Regions from separate parts of the Zea mays genome. Here region 2 is linked to region 1. A link is a contact called in public Hi-C data. All regions are on one chromosome and are shown on one strand. Each heading gives the region's core, a stretch centred on a gene start, on an enhancer-like site or on the middle of the called end of the contact. The rest is flanking DNA. Distances are from core to core; before and after follow the strand shown. Region 1 holds the start of LOC100283331 (60S ribosomal protein L36-like). Region 2 holds the start of LOC100282823 (riboflavin biosynthesis protein ribAB).

What was found. Hi-C and Micro-C count contacts between places; a contact is called where the count stands out from the background.
Region 2: a Hi-C map of ear shows a contact between it and region 1, with 2.0 times the contacts expected there. The contact joins the promoter of LOC100282823 here to the promoter of LOC100283331 in region 1. A contact is called at or near these places in 2 of 25 Hi-C or Micro-C datasets (bundle sheath and ear).

Annotation. Positions count from the first base shown.
Region 1 is chr8:119,130,742-119,133,521 of Zm-B73-REFERENCE-NAM-5.0, reverse strand. It overlaps LOC100283331 (60S ribosomal protein L36-like), which reads right to left and starts at 1,362. Exons shown (of 4, transcript NM_001374456.1): 1 at 1,336-1,362; 2 at 1,123-1,240; 3 at 520-719. The coding sequence starts at 1,224.
Region 2 is chr8:119,464,348-119,467,127 of Zm-B73-REFERENCE-NAM-5.0, reverse strand. LOC100282823 (riboflavin biosynthesis protein ribAB) reads left to right here and starts at 1,460. Exons shown (of 7, transcript NR_178194.1): 1 at 1,460-1,646; 2 at 1,743-2,058. It overlaps LOC100284318, which reads left to right. Exons shown (of 9, transcript NM_001175443.2): 9 at 1-257. The coding sequence ends at 20.

The sequences.
Region 1 (2,780 bases), core at 113-2,612:
TAAGTTAAGAGATATACATGCAGTTATACAGTAGAAAGGAGGACCTTTTCTATTAAATCAAGATGAAAATGCTAATACCAACAATGTTTTGAAACAATTCAAAGATATTATTAAATGACGACACAGAGCCCATTTCAGTTAGAAGTATAACAAATGGTGCAAGGATGGTGTAAATTATACGACTGGCCAGATAATAGAATGTCAAGGCATGTGTATATATGCAGACCAGACAAAATTTGGATAGAATACCAGTATATACAATAAATAAGCACTAGTCATCATCTATACATAAAACCATCCCCAGGTAATGCAAATGGCAAGATCAATACGCATAACTTAGATTGATGCCCATTAATGAAAACACAATCGTTGGGGTCACACTAAACCATAATTATGCAACAAATTAGCAGAAACTAACGACTTAAACATGCAAAGACATCAGAAGGAAAAATAAGACAAGACAGGCTACCAAGCAGTATTTTAGTTTTGTATCACAACAAAAGTTTCGAATTTACAAACCTCATCTTCCTGAGGACGCCCATCATCTCCTCTCTCTTCTTCTTTGCCCTCTTGTGAGTTCCAAGCTTTCTCTTGGCAAGCTTCAGAGCGCGCTTGTCCTTGCCAACCTTCAGAAGCTCGGTGATACGCTTCTCATAAGGAGCAAAGCCAGCAACCTCTCTGATCAGGCCCCTGACCATGGACACCCTCTTCGTTGCTTTCTGAATACACCATGAAGTTACAATAAAGGGCACAGAAAATCATCAAGTGAAAAAAAAACATATGCAAGTCCACCAGATTTATATGAGCCATTTACAAGTGCAGACACAATCAAGGCTTTTACAAGATAAATAATAGGGTGTTTGGTTTGAGGAATGAGCTAGTCCATCATCTTCTCACAAGTACTACAGATCCATGAAATTGTGTTTGGTTGAGTTGTAAACATGAACAAGGACATGATTTAAAACGCATGGCTTGAGATGGTGAAACGAATCCTGACCCATCCTATTAACTAGTAAGATCTCAGCATCCTGAACCCCACAATATGTAACACCTAATCCAACAGGTACTAACAGACGCGACATCAACATGATGACCCTAAAAAAAAGCTGAAAGTTGGCTTACCCCCTTGCGGTGGGACGGGCGCAGAGGCAGCTCGCGCTTGGTGACGACATGGCCCTTGTTGATGCCCACGAAGAGGCCCGACTTCGGCTGCGGCGGCGCCATGAGGACGAACACTTTCCTGTGCGCGGGGACAAACAACCGAGGATAAGCAGGAGATACGCTGGGTTTCAGATCAGCGACGGCGACGGCGGCGGCGCGGGAATGGGGACTTGCCTTACCTGGAGAAGTGAGCCAGCTGCTACCGAGGAGAAACCCTAGCGGAATGGATCCTTTATATAAGAGCCGCGGAGGTGGCTTCACAGCCGGAGGATAGTGGGCTGGGCTGAGATTGTTTCATTCTCATTTCATGGCCTTTTTTCTGTTACATGGGCCCAGATCTTCGTTCGTTGGAAATTTTTGAAGAGCAGCCACAAACTTTACTACTAAAGCGAAGCGTCCTGTCGGGCGCTCGACTTTCGTGCAGGCAGGAGCAAGAAAGAATATTGAACGGGTCTTTGATGTTCAACATTTTAGATATGTGGGTGTGGAAAAATCTAGTAAATGCAAGATATATAGATGGATATGGATATGAAAAATCTAGTCAATCCCTCGCTGGAACTCCACCCAATCTCTTTCTCGCAAGCGTCAAAGAGTACTGGACGGACGGACGGGAGAGACCCAGATGCCAATGCGGTCCAGCAGCGGCGGCGGCGGCTGAGGCTAATGATGAGAGCGACCCATGTCTTCGCCCCGCGCACACGGAATGATTCCCTCAATCAAGCAGCTCGTTCCCTCGGGATCGAACGAATCACACTCCGTCCAATCATGCATGCAGCCCATCGATCGATCTCACTCCAATGGCCGGCCGGCCGTGAAAGCTCAGGAACAGCCAGTGATCGATCACCGTAATAGCAGCCAGCAGTAAATAGAGTAAAAACAGTCACGAGGACACGAACTAAGCCCTGCAGTTCTGACGGCTGATGAGGTCTCGGTGGACGGCGGTAGGGATGAAAACGGGACGGATACAGCCGGATACAGGGTCATCTCGTATCCTACCCTAATGTATTTCTCTCGGATACAGGACCGGATACGGGTAGTTAAGATTCGTGACGGATACAGGATGGGACCGGATAATAATCCGGACGGGTAAGAAACGCATAACAGATACTACTCGGATAGGTACCGGATAATTGTCGATGATATTAATTGCCCAACCATCCATAATTTAAGAAATACATAATCATGTATATGATAGATCAGATGTAAGAAAGGAAACCGGTAAAATTGACATCATGCAGTTCAAAATTGCTTATCACAAGGACATTGTAGAACCAACACCGCAATATTTAAAATTCATAAAAAATTCTAGTTTCACTAAAAAATTGCAAATAAGTTACAAAAACTAATAAACATTTTATATGAAGATAACTCAAGTCCTCGTATGAAAATGATAAAGTGAAGTACTGATTATATTGAAACTTGGATACTTACACTAATTTCATATGTAACTCATACAAATAAGTGAAAGTGAAAGGAAAGAAACGTGGGTATCTTATAGATCTTATGATCCAAACATTTTTTATGGTTACATATGGACATATGTTGTATCTCCGTAAAATTTCACGATTTTTTGAGGCTATTTATGTGTTATTAATTTCTTGTCATAGAAAATCATCAAA
Region 2 (2,780 bases), core at 211-2,710, 330 kb before region 1:
GCAGGAAGAAACGGGCCTGAGAAAATCTGGCTCTGCTCAGCTCAGCTGCCACTTGTTGCTGTCATGTGAAACGCTAACGGGTCATTGTGGATTTTTGTTTTGGAAGAAAATCTTTGTGAGTTGTTGTCTGATGCGACGGGGGCAGTTATTGGATTACGCTTTGGGTTCTCTGTTTGTTTCAATTGCTCTGCGTTTTATGTCTGTATTAACATACATCAAGCATATATAATAGTCATGTTGCTGCTGCGAGTCTAATCAATCTTGCGATCCTGGTTTTCTCGCTCAATTGCCTACACTGAATGAGGCTGATCACGCTGCTCTGTGCCTACAGCAGGCGATTGTCAGATGCTAGATGGCGATAATACAAGCTTAATAACCAGAGCATGGACGTAGTGCAGTGGTTCTCTCTCTCACGCACACAGAGAAACACTTTTTATTAGCCAAAAGTTGTTAGATTATATAATCTGGCCAGATTATAATCCCAAACAAACACTAAATTAGTATATGTGAATGTGATAAACACCAAATTAGTATATGTGAATGTGATGGTTGATTTTTTTTTCTTTAGGATGGAAGTAATACTGCATTAGCATCTACGGTCTGAAGCGGCCGGCGGAACTGCCGATTCCGCGACCTCCCAAATGCTAACGTTGCCGCCGGCGGCCAAGACCTCCACACCCCCGCCGCGGCAGCCACCGCTCACTATTCCACTCTTTTCAGACGGATGCACGTACCTTCCCTAGCGCCCATGGCCGCGCCCGCCCTTGCTTCCTTCGTTCGGGGACTCTACTACCACTTGGCCGCGGCTGCTTGCGGTCGCGACCATGGCCTCCGTTCCTCAAATGACGCGGCCTCTTCACCAACGGGTTCGGTTGTTCTGTCCTGCAAGCGGTGGAAGTATTTGTGAAAGGAGCTGAAGGTTGAAGGCGATTGATTTTCAGGCTGGCAACTGGCTTGATGCCTGATTCTTGGTAGGATCTTCTGCTACTCTCCAGTGCGAAGTGCCGACACTTTCAAATTCATTCATGAAACTCCCGGTCTCAAATGTTGCTTAAGCATTTAGATTTCTTCAAAAGAAATGCTCACCGTCACTTCACACACACACACACAGTCTATAACTGATGAAATCGCTGTTGTTGTTTTTTTTTACAACGTGGTGACCATTTACTGACTGGGAAAAAAAAAGAGAGAACTCGCAAACCTTCTACCCACTTCCGATGGAAATTGACCTGGAAGGAAGAAGATACATTATCTCGTGAAACCGTCCAAAAGATGCTATCTGCAAAAATATCTTTCACTTGTCGCTGTCTCGTCCAGCTTACATTTCTTTTGACCCATAGCAGAAGGCATTGGAAGCGTGGTTTCTTTGTCATCACCTGAAGTGTGCGATGTGCCGGATTCGGCTGCTTCTATCTTGCAGCTCAGAAACATGTGGTCAGTTTCCCTCCACTCCGTCGGTTTTTTTTTTTCCTTCCATTATCTGCATGAGCAGATAACTCCAAACGACGGGCTGAGAGGTGCTGTGACACTGCAGGCGATAAAGGTATATAAGCCAAACGCTTTTGCAAACTGGGAGCCTGGGATCACCAAATGGACCGTGTTCTTCTGAGCTCCCACTTGCCATCTCACGCTCATGCAAACACGAGGTATCGATTCCTCCCAACTCTTTTGTCTGTGGAAGAAGGCCTTTGAAGAGTTCGTGTATTTTCTCTGTAACCTGCCAGTTGTTCCAATCTTTTCAGGTTGCAGCAGGGTCCTGGTGGCCTCAACAGTATAGGATTTGCAGTCATAAAAAAGGGATGCTTGAAGTTAAGATGTTACGCGATCGGCGATGAACTCGGTGGTCCAGGGCGCTTTAGTAAGCATTTCATCGAGAACAGTAATGGACCTGTTTTCCAGGGACTCGATGCGTCTGCTGGTTCTTTTAGAACTGTCGGTGCTGAAATCACTCAGGACACTGGAGATTTCTTTGTCAGTGACGCAGAGGGTGATCCAGACAAACCTACCGATGGGTTCTCCTCGATCGACCAGGCTATAGGTGCTTTGCGTGAAGGGAAGGTAGGCGAATGGCTACATTAAGTGTATTTCACACCTTAACACTTTTCATCGCTATAATTTTGTCTTTACTATGTTTTGTATCTCATAGTTTGTTTTGAACCTGGGCATGGATCCAGTATTCTTTATTATTTTCATAGTTTCAGCATGTATTACACTTCTCATCCCTGCGCTTTGTTCCATTCATGGGCATTGAACGTGCATGATCAGGCTAGATTGGATTGTCCTACTTGGAGATCATATTCGTGTACTGTGCAATACATGCTTGAGAAGATTTATGATAAAATACTAAAAAATATTATGGGTTGGATTTTAGACAAACTTAAAATTTCAACAAAGTACATCAGACTTACTAAAGACATGTTCAACAATAATGTATGACTAGTATTCGAACAAGTGACAGATACACAGAAAACTTTCCAATTATAATAGTACTATATTAAGGATCAGATTTAAGCCCTTATTTTTTTCCTTGGCGATAGATGAGGTCATAAGGGACATATAACGAGATATCTCTTGGTGTATGTTTTTTTAGACGATGTAATGTTAGTTGATAAAATCCTGGCAAAAGTAAATAGGAAACTAGAGTTGTGGCGGGAGATTCTAGAGCCTAAAGGTTTTAAACTCAGTACAACTAAAACCAAATCTATGAGATATAACTCCAGCACTACTACATATGAGGAAGGAGATATTAGTTTGGAAGGTCAAGTAGTGCCCTTTAAGAA